Regions from separate parts of the Hordeum vulgare genome. Here region 2 is linked to region 1. The links are chromatin contacts, called in public Hi-C maps. All regions are on one chromosome and are shown on one strand. The core of a region is the stretch at or near the end of the contact, and the rest is flanking DNA. Distances in the headings are between cores, read along the strand shown. Region 1 has its middle 6.4 kb from the start of LOC123451173. Region 2 holds the start of LOC123447844 (RNA-binding protein pno1).

Evidence for each region. Hi-C and Micro-C count contacts between places; a contact is called where the count stands out from the background.
Region 2: a contact with region 1 is called in a Hi-C map of leaf, with 7 times the contacts expected there. The contact joins the promoter of LOC123447844 here to the enhancer-like site in region 1. A contact is called at or near these places in 2 of 6 Hi-C or Micro-C datasets (leaf and seedling) and 1 of 1 datasets of contacts at active chromatin or transcription factors (embryo).

Annotation. Positions count from the first base shown.
Region 1 is chr4H:52,128,900-52,134,576 of MorexV3_pseudomolecules_assembly, forward strand. No RefSeq gene overlaps it. Among protein-coding and RNA genes, the nearest start is that of LOC123451173, 6.4 kb to the left of the region's middle. Within about 2 kb of position 2,427, at least 2 of the 3 cell types and tissues checked have open chromatin away from gene starts, as enhancers often do. A contact at or near this core is called in leaf, where this site is marked.
Region 2 is chr4H:52,820,080-52,825,756 of MorexV3_pseudomolecules_assembly, forward strand. LOC123447844 (RNA-binding protein pno1) reads left to right here and starts at 3,413. Exons shown (of 2, transcript XM_045124539.1): 1 at 3,413-3,749; 2 at 4,700-5,237. The coding sequence starts at 3,495. The coding sequence ends at 5,122.

The DNA of each region.
Region 1 (5,677 bases), core at 1,177-3,676:
ATATGAGTCAAAACATTACCTCCCTCGGGTAACATGTGCATGAATAATTTTTGCTTCAGATGCATCTTGCTGGTGAAAATCTTTTGTCATGCAAATTCCTTCCAGCTTTAACCATAGAGCGGCGGCAGTTTTCTCGCTCAAAACTTCCTGTAAAATATTATTATGCAAATGAAGTTGAATTTGTGACAAAGCCTTACGATCCCTTCTTTTCTCATCAGCAGTCCAATCTTCAATTCTATTCTTTCCAAAACTATCCAGTGCATCATCATAGTCGGCTTACGCCAACAACGCCCGCATCTTGACTTGCCATAGGGTAAACCTTGTGTCACGGTCCAGCAGCGGAAGACCGTACTTCATGGATGCCATGAGTAGATAAATCTGGTAATCGTAGCAGTTGACCAGGCGTATACTAGTACTAGTATCTGGCTGATCAAAGTACTAGTTGCTTGAACAAGTCTGCACTTAGTAGCTTCACGTGACGAACAGTGAACAAATCTGGACAGCAGAGTAACAGCGGCGAACGAATCTGGCTTCACGTGGACAGCAGCAGCAACTTGCGTCAACAGCGTCAACAGCGGCACTGTAGCGCTTGATGGATGAGACGAGGCGGCGATTGAACCGAGCCCTCGAGGCGCGAGGTGCTCCTGGCGAGCGAATACCGGATCGGGTCGAGGAACAGCGACAGCCTTGGCTTCTTGCGGCTGCAGCGGCTCTGCTTATGACGCAGCGAACGGCGATAGCATCAGTAGTCGAACTCGGCTTCTAAATCGATCCGGCTTCGGATCGATCGCTAGGTCGCGTCCGGCGGCCAGACACAATCCTAATTTCTCGTCTCAAACAAATCTCGTATCTGTAAAACCTCAGCTTTGTATACCACTTGTTAGATAAAACGAGATCAACGAGACACGAGAGACACGGATTTTTACGTGAAAACCCTTGCGGGAGAAAACCACGGACGCACGAAGGCGCAATCACTATGAGGAGTATTACAAGCACGAGACGACATGCCGTCTTTAGATATGACTACATGGAGTATATATGAGGGGCAATACATAAGAGTCCTTGGAGGACAAGTAGACGAGTTGTACTCGTACGCGTTGGTACCAACGCAAAGGCCCACACCGTTTGTACTACGTCTAGTCCAATACGGTAGAACTTGGATCACAATTTAACACAGAGAAAGACATGAACATATCACGAAGGACGTACTGTTCGTTAGTCGTTGTAAGAGCGACGATGTTGATGATGATGATGGCGACTATCAGTTGTTGACGATGATGGAGACGCTGATGAGTAGCACCGTCCGACTTGGACGGTAGACGACCCGTGATGACGAATTTGAACAGTCGCACAGAGCCTTTTCCAAAAACCTAATTCGTTCTCTCCCGATACAGGATCACAAGGACGACGGTTCTGGAGACCTGCTCTCCTGCACGCCGACGTTCGAGATGAGGTAGGCTACGATTGTGGCGCAAGTTGCCAGATAAGGCAAAACCATAGGTATTTTTGGTGTGTGCTTGGCCGAGGCCGGTAAACAGTATATATAGGAGGACCAAAGGTGGTATAGTGTCGCGATCACGATCTCAGACCGACTTAGGCCCTGTTTGGAACCACCTAGATTATATAATCCAGTTTTTATAATCTATTATGTCTCCAAACATGATAGGTTATGATGTAGATTATAAAAACTAGATAGACAGATTATTAAAAACTCATAATCTACTCTACACCAGCTAAAATCAGATTATAGATTGCTAATGACCCATTACCCATGTAAAGTTGGAGATAATTACATTCCTACCAGTGTCACCCTCCTCTTTTTTAAAATAAATCAGAGGGCGGACAGGTCATTATGCAATGTAAAACCTGGATTACAGTTTATATAATCTGGCCTCCAAACATGTTCACCTGGATTATTTTTATAAACCAGATTATATAATCTACCTTTATAATTTAAATTATCATAATCTATTGTGGTTCCAAACAGGGCCTTAGTTTTTAAGTTATATACTTACCGGACAAGAAATAATTAACTTGTCTGTCAAGACATAAAAAATAAAAATGGAAAAAAGAAAGCCACACGCCTGAGAGGCAACAGACTGGATTTCGGTGGATCATTCACACGCATGTCACACGTACGCGCCGTCCAAACGAGGCGAGCAAGCGTGTGTGTGGTCTTTCCTTTTTTTCTTTTAAACACGCACTTAGAGTGGTGAAGAGAACCCATTATATAAAAGATCCAATTCTTTCTTAATTAACGGTATCGTATTAAATTTTAACACCACCACAACATCATTTACCATTTTATTTATAGGTTTATTTGAGATTTCAGAATTTATAAATTGGCCAAACCTATTCTAGCAGAGACCACACGCCCCGGTTCATTTCAGTGCAGAGTTTAAACGAAAACCCTATTTGCCGCGCGTTGCGTCAAATTACCGCGGCTTCACATAGAAAGAAAGCGAGCAAAGATAATCTGGGCCGGCCCATTAACAGTTGGGGGATGCCGGTTTTGGGAACCTTCTACACTTTCCCAGCAGGTTTTTTCCGATTTTGAGAACTTTCTAGAAGATTCTCTAAACCAGTTTTTCTTTTTTTCGTTTTATTTTTTATTTTCTGTTTCTGTTCCAAAAATGCTCTGGAATTTCAAAAAATGTTCCAGAATTTCAATAATTGTTCCAGAATTTGAAAAAATATCCTAGAATTTGAAAGAATTTTCCGGAATTTAAAAAAGTATGTTCGGGAATTTGAAAAATCTTCCGGAAATTTAAAAACTATTCCGTAATGTTAAGAAATGTTCCGGTATTTTGAAAAAATGTTTCAGATTTTCAAAAAGTGTTCTGGAATTTTTATCAAAATGTTTCAGATTTTTCAAAAAAAGATTCGAAATTCGAAAAAAATTGTCCAGGATTTCAAAATATTGCTGGAATTTGAAAAAATGTTCTGGAACTTTAAAAAAATGTTCTGGAGTTTGAAAAAACGTTCTGGAATTTATAAAAATGTTCTGGAAGTTTTTATCAAAATGTTTCGGATTTTTTTAAAAAAAATACGGAATTTGAAAAAATGTTCCAGAATGTGAAAACATATTCCGGAATTTGAATAAATATTCCAGCATTTGAAAAATGTTCTTCATTTTCTAAAAAATGTTAGACTATTCAAAAAATGTTCATGTTTCAAAAAGTGTACATAAGTTGAAAAAATGTTTCCGATTTAAAAAATATTTACAAATTTCAAAAAATGTTCTTTTCTAAAAATAATTGCTATAAGTTTTTTAAAATGCTCCTGTTTTCAAATTTATTTGTGTTCTTATAAATTCTTCAAAGAGTCAAAAAGATTTGCATTTATAAATTTTATTCGTAAATACAAAGGCTGTCTAAGTTTCATAAATTTATAAAAACAAAAATATAACCTTTAGGAAAAAGAGAAAGAGAAACATGAAAGAAAATAAGAAAGAAGAGAAAAAAATGGAGCCGGATAACTGGCCGGCATAGTCGCTTCATCCCTCCTGCACGAAGCCATTACTATTGGACGCAAAATGTGTCCACTAGGAGGTCCCGAGTTTAACAATGCTTATGCTCTTCTCCTCTCAAACAGGATGCGGAATAGACGGAAATTCAAAATTGAGCTTGCCTTTTTCGCTCCAGCATGAACTGTTTAATAGGGAGAAAGTAAAAAAGATATAAGTATTTTAATGAACACGTATGTTTCATGAAAAAATTGCATGATTTTTAGCAGTGTTTTTTTCCAACCCAGTACACATGTCTTTTATTCACAAAAGCATGCACATAGTTCAAATACACGAACATGTCCATTGTAAAGAAAAGCAGATTGTGTACTGTTTATGGGAAGCATATGAGTCCGAGCTCCGAAACGCCTCCCTCGTACAGAAGAGCTTAATCATTTGACATTCATGTACTACAGCTATGTGTTTTCAAAATCACACACGCTGTCTCTTCTTTGAAAATTTACACATAGTTCGAAGACACGAAACATGTCAACAATCACAATGGCAGTCAAAATAAACTTAAGGTTTACTTATAAAAGGGATAAAGGCATTTAGAGCAACTCTAAGCGCGTGACCCAAATGAACGCATACTTTGTCCGCATTTTGCTCATTTGGGTCGGTCCGGCAGACATTCATGTTCACTTTTGTAATTGGATCGGCGCTTGCGCCCAACCCGACCATGACCCATTTTTAGGTGGCGTGAAAAAACATAATATATTTTTTGAAAATATAAAAATAATTAATTAAACAATATTGCCGGTCTGAAAGGCCGACGATAGTTTCATGAGTCCACATTAAATTAAACAGAAATTTTAATAAACAAAAAACAAGGAGGGACGTTGCCCAAGGCATCCTCCTCGTTGTCGTCGTCGGGGTCGGTGAGGTCGACCAACGTCGACGCCGGGTCAGCCCACGGGAAGGCCGTCTCCCAGGCGGCGGCGACGCCGTTCGCCGGTGGCTGCACCGGCGCTTGCTAGGCACCACGTCGCGCCTCCTCCTCAGCTTCGGCCTCGCGCTCCATCCGCCGAGCCCCTGCTCACTCTCTCGCCACCCGTCATTGCCGCCAGTACTCCAGGTAGGCCGCCTCCTGCTCCGGCGTCGAACCCAACCATACGGGTGGTGCGCTGACCCACTCGCGCACCACCATGTCCCACACGTACAGCTCAGGCCTCAGGACCAGCCACCTTGGCTCATCCTTCGCGGGGGACGATGGGGCCAGCGGTGGCACGACTGTCTCGCCGGCAACGGAGAGCGCCATGGCCTCCGCCATCCGGTTCTGGTAAGTCGCCTTCTCCTCCTTGAGGCACGCTTCCTCCTTGCTTGTATGCAGGACGGCTGCGAGCGCATTCTGGTACGTGGCCTTTGCCTCCTGTTCTTCATGAAGAGGGACGACGGCGGTCCAGCCATCACGTCGTGAACGCCACGCCGACGTTGTTCCTCATGCTCCCACGCAAACCAGGCCTCCTATTCGGGAGAGTCTGTAGCATACACGGGGTTACGCCGCTGCTATGGTGTCATTTGCTGCTGTCGGCGCCTCACCTCCTCTGCATGCGCCCGCATCGACCGTGGGACCGCTGGCATTGGGATCCTCTCCGAATCCAAATGACATTCGTACGGTAGCGTGACATCGGGGTAGGGGAGGGGGACGCGATGCTCCGAGTGCCACCTTGTGTGGTGCACCGGTATGCTGACCCGCTGCCGAGGCGGACAGGAAGACGCCGGTGATGGGAGTGTTGGGGAACGTCGCATGGGAAACAAAAAAAATTCTACGTGCACACAAGACCTATCCATGGTGATGACCATCTACGACAGGAGAGAGTGCATCTACATACCCTTGTAGATCTCTAAGCGGAAGCGTATATAACACGGTTGATGTAGTCGTACGTCTTCGTGATCCGATCACGACCCGTCCCGCGATCTCATCACGATCCGTCCGGCGATCCGATCACGATCTGTCCCGTGATCCCATCACGATACATCCCGATCTAATGCCGAACAGACGGCACCTCCGTGTTCAGCACACGTACAACTCAATGACGATCTCCGCCTTCTTGATCCAGCAAGAGGGGCGGAGAGGTAGATGAGATCTCTAGCACGACGGCGTGATGGTGGTGGTGATGAACTAATCCACCAGGGCCTCGTCAAGCTATGTCGGACTAATCTAGACGAAGG
Region 2 (5,677 bases), core at 2,163-4,662, 690 kb after region 1:
TCAATGTGTTGGTCATTTGGTCAAGTATGGAATTTGTTGACTAAGTCCTCTTTTTCTAGCCCTCCCGTGCAATCACATCATGCTTGAAGGTGAAGAAGAAAAACTTCATCATCATGCATTGTTGATTGAAGTTGAATGGGAAACCCAAGTGACTCATATACATTTCCCATACCATCAAGACCGTTGACATAGGCAATGAATACAAAGATGTTTATCGAACCAACCTGACAAATGAAGAGCCAACCAAGAATGTCTAAAGGGGATCCGGTGGAGGAACTGGGAGGAGGATAAGGAGAAGTGAGAAGGGGTGGCGTCTAAAATGATGTAGAAGTTCGAGGGCATCATGGTGAATAAGGAGGAGGCATGCATCAAGTGTCATGACATCAAGGCAAAAAATAAGACAAAGTTGTTTGTATCTTCATGGCGACCAGGGGGGAGAAAATCAACCTCGAAGAGAAGAATATCTAACTCGAAGAAAAGAAGACTAAGTTTGAAGAGGGGAGAGTTGAGCATGTGGTCGCTTTAGATGAGACTAAAATGTTGACCATGAAGATGGGTGTGTTGGATCCCAATGCGGGGAAGATCGTGCAAGCCGTCCGTGCAAGGATATTGAAGCGCTTGGCAATATAGATGGAGGAGGCGAACATTGTGGAGGAGCCGATTATAGAGAGAGGAGGGAGGAGGCACAAACAACCGGTTTGGAAGAGCAAAACATATCTTTTTTGAACGGACTACCAGTTTAGAACTTTTATGATCGGGCCCATGTAAAAACTTATGGATCGCCATTTTTTAGTTGTGAAGACTGTATACATATGTACTTTTTATTTGCTTATCAATTTCTATTGATCAATATTTACTCTTCAAATATATACGGATGAGGCTGAACCCGAGGCCAACATTTTGGGAATTTTGTTGGATGGATGACTCTTAATATGCCGATTTGTAGTTTGGGTGCCAGAAGCTGATGATCTAGCCCGATTGCCTGGAAGCAATTCTCACGCTAAAAAAATGGAGGTTTCACTACTTCAGCCACGACTCTATTTGTGAGAGGACACCCGTGAGGCAAGTTCATTTGGAAAAGTCATTTTGCTCCCACAGCCATGGAGAAGCAAACCCAATAGTTCACACTCTTGCGAAAGATTGTAGGCTGGAGAATTTACTTTCGGTGGATGACCTGCTAGCTCTATAATCTCTAAGATGATTATAGATGTATAAGTAGACAATGCCCGTGACGTCCTTGAGCATTTGGAAAGGCCGGACTAATAAGCCAATTAATGTGCTTTAAAATTCAAGCTAATAAAAAAAATCACGAATGCATATGTTCACAGTCTTTGCGGATGCGTCCGTTTACATCCCTAATGATGAGATGATGTAAGCAAATATTTAAGCAGTAAAGGAACTATAATGATATATTTTCTTAAAAAGAATGGCTCAAATGAAAAGTTCAGTAACATGCACTCCGTGGAATGGGAGCGCCTTCTCGACGCTTATAGCTCGAGGACGCCAAGTTGCGCCCATACGATGCCATAATGGGCCACGACCCAAAAAGCAATTGTCCCTGGTTTGTTGATCGATCCTGCACTAGTTAGCTAATACACCTTCAAATGATTACTTCCACCTCCATAAATTGCCACAAATGACGCATTGCATACGTGTCATTTGTCGTAATCTATGAGTTTTTTTTCTTTCGTAGATCCGCATTTTCAAAATGTTTTATCTCCTAAACCATGCGTTCAAATCTCGATCCGTTTTCATCATTGGCTTTCTCGCATCAAGATCTTCAAAACTAGATCTCATGTTGATAGGTTTTGATGAACTTTTTTTACATGAAAAAAAGGAAGAAAAAAACGGACGAAAAAATTGTGTCTCACGCGATAGAAAAAAAAAACAGAAAATGCGCTTTTTTCTCTTTCCGGGAGGCACGGGTCGTGCCTCTCGCGAAGGCAAAATCGTGCCTCTCACGTAAAAAGAGAGAGCAGAAAACGCGTTTTCCCCTTTTCGGTAGAGGCACGGGCGAGCCTCTCACAAAGGCAAAAACTGTGTCTTTCGCGAAAGCAAAAACCGTGCCTCTTGCAAAAAAACACGTTTTTTCCCTTTCGGTGGCGTGCCTCTTACGAAGGAAAAATAGTGCCTTTTCGCGCAAGCAAAACCGTGTCTTTCGAAAAAAAACAAAAAACACATTTTTTTTCTTTTCGAAAGGCACAGGCGTGCCTCTCGCAAAGGCAAAATCGTGTCTTTCGTGAAAGCAAAACCGTGCCTCTCGCGAAAAATGAAAATGCGTTTTTTCCCTTTCCAAGAGGCACGGATGTGCCTCTCGCGAAGGCAAAACCGTGTCTCTTGCAAAAAAAACAGAAAATGAGTTTTTCGCATTAAAAAAAAAGAAAACACATTTTTTCCTAAAAAAGCTTGATTTTTTTCGTCCAAAAGTTACGAAAGACCGGTGAAAAACCATAACACCCAAAAAAATCGGAAAAAACCACCCAAAAAGGCGAAAACGCGTGTGAAAAATAAAAAAAATGTGAAGAAAACGCTCAAAACGCGACACGTGGCGGCGGCTGGAAACGCGCCAAGTGGCGGCGCGCGGGAGCAATCGCTGAAAGGCTCCCGAAAAAACGCTCGCTAGCTAGTTGCTCCCCTGGTCGCTTGATCAAGGTTGATAGTTGACCTGGACAGTTGATAATTGACCACCGATCAAACATTTGATTTTTTTTTAAATAATGATCATGAATTTGAAAAAAATTCACAGTATAAAAAAAAGTTCATGGATTTGAAACAAGTTCATGAACTCAAAAAAGTTCACATGTTCAAAGTTTGCGGAATTCAATTTTTTTGGGGGGATTTCAAAAGAGTTCACAAACACGAAAAGGTTTAAGGGTTCAATAAAAAGTTCACGGGATTTTCTTTTTACGGATTTGAAAAAGGTACACGAACTCAAAAGTTTGCAGATGTCACAAAAGTTCATTGATTTGGGAAAAATAAAGTTCACGGATTTTGAAGAAACTTCACATACTTTGAAAAGAAAGTTCATCATTTTTTACATGTTACACGAATTTTAATTTTGTTTTATGGATTAGGAAAAAAAGATCGGGGGTTTGAAGAAAGCTCATCGAAGAAAACCACAGATTTGAAGAGATTTATTAAATTAGAAAAATGTTCGCGCATTTAAAAAAGGAAAAAGAAAAATGCAAAAAAAAAAAAAAAAAAAAAAACAGGAAACAGAACAAAAACCATCCAGAAAACCCAGTAAACGAGAAAAACCGGCCGGCCTTGCATAAAAACCGATCGAAGAGGGGGGGTGTGTGCCAAATAGAAGTTGGGCCCTAGAACAATCCATCCGGAATCTCCCGAACCAGACCATCGTCTTTTTGCTGGCCCAAAATTATCCTTCTATATAGCCCAAAGTCGTGGCCATTCCACTCCTCTCGGTCCCAAAACCCTAGCTAGCCTCGCATCCCGCGCCATCCCACCCTCGCCGCCGCCGCCGCCGCCGCCAGATGGAAGTCGACAAAGCTCCGATCGCTGCGACGGCAGGCAAGTCTTCCTCTGCCGCCATGGCGGTGGACGCGGCCGGCGGCGTGGAGAAGCCGCGGTTCGACGCTCTGATGCCAAGCGAGATGAGCGGCGGGCGGCCACAGTACCGCAAGGTCCAGGTGCCGCCGCACCGCTTTGCGCCGCTGAAGAAGGCGTGGTTGGATATCTACACCCCTGTCTACGAGCACATGAAGGTCGACATCCGCATGAACCTCAAGGTTGGTAACCCGGCTCAGTTTTCTATTGCCTCGTTGCAATTTCTTCTGAATAGTAAGAGGAACTCCGAAGCCGTCTGACCCGTGTTGCCTCCCTGTCATTTAAAACGCGCCAATCGGTGTGTAATTATGTAGAAAATCGTTGGTCAGTTGTTGATGATCTTTCTTGTACGGTTTGGTTCAAGCACTTGTGTAGTATGGACCAAATTTACACTAGCTCATAGCACCTGTGGTTGAACATTCAGATCAAAAATACACCTGATGCATGTCCTGTTCCTTCAATTCAGTATACTAGAACTTGTATCATGGTAAAACATAGTCTGTTTTCAAACTTCAGTGTTCAGTGTTTTAATTTCCAGTGCAGTTGACCTGGGAATAGGAGGTATCATGATAGTTATGGTGATAAAACAGATTATTTTTTTCAAACTTCAATGTTCAGTGTTTTTGTTTCCAGGGAAACTTCTGTCTCAACAGTCAAACCGCACATTAGATTTTCCGCTCATCGGTTAGACAGCCATTCGTTTTCATTGGGGGCTTCTTGTAGCTTTGGTTAGAGGCTTCTTCATGAATCCTATCGATTGGATAAACGGCTAGCAGTATGTATTGAAGCAAGTAAACATTTGCTGGCTATACTGATTATTTGCATATACCTATTTATTTCAGTTCATCATGATGAAGCAACTGATACGAATTATTGCCACTAACTGTGCACTTGACCTGATCAACCTTATTTTTGTGGAAAGCATAGTGTTCTTCTAGTAGAATACATATACACGTGACTCAATTGGTTTGCCATTTGCCTTGTGGCTGGTGGGTTCTCTCATGGTTTTGGGGTGTCAAGGAGTACTTTCAGTGCTTGTTAATGGAGGGAAAACTTGTCAGATATATCTGAATGTTCAGCATTTGGCTGTCTCCTTTGCTGCAAATTCATTAGCATATTTTGTTTTTCACAGGCAAAAAGGGTTGAGTTGAAAACAAGGCATGATACACCAGATGTGAGCAACCTTCAGAAGTGTGCGGACTTTGTGCATGCTTTTATGCTTGGATTTGACATTGCTGATGGCGTTGCCTTGCTTCGTCTTGATGACCTGTATGTGGATTCCTTTGAGATCAAGGATGTGAAGACACTTCGGGGGGAGCATCTGTCGCGTGCCATTGGCCGCCTATCGGGGAAAGGAGGCAAGACCAAATATGCCATCGAGAACTCTACCAGGACTCGCATAGTTATCGCTGATACGAAGATCCACATACTTGGCTCTTTTGTTAACATCAAGGTTGCCAGGGATTCACTCTGTAGTCTTATCTTAGGTTCTCCTGCCGGCAAGGTCTATTCTAAGCTTAGGGCTGTATCTGCTAGGTTGGCAGAAAGGTATTAGTTGAGTCTGGGTCACATTATGTAGTTGCGGTTTTGGCCTCGTAAGTTGTTGTATCTGCAGATTTTGTCCCCGTGCTATGAAATGTCTTATATGAAAAACAACTTTTAAGTGCCCAGAGATCTGTAGTGATATTCATTGTGTTCTGTTATCGGCTTTTCCTTGAGAAAATGATGTGCTATTATATCTTATATATTTGCTTCGACTGCTATATCTATATGCAAATACTTCTGTGTAAGTTGTGTTGTCTCTTTTTCTTCAAGTGTGAATGTATACTGTACTAGAGGGTGATGCTTGTCTTGCCGCGCCATTTTTTTGTGAGTTGATTCTCTCTTTTTGTATGGCAGGATATCACACTCGGTTGCTCCATTATGTATTTTACCTGTGTTGAGTTGGCTTTAATTTTGTGGGTGTTTTTTTTTTGGTTCACTTCGCCTTGGTTCGTACTTGTCGCTGCTTGATGCTTTTAGTCAAGGTTGGTGATTCTCCTGCGTTGTAGTATCAAACACAACCCTCAAGTATTGTTAAATGAGCGCATGTCTTTGGGGCCTGTTTCTA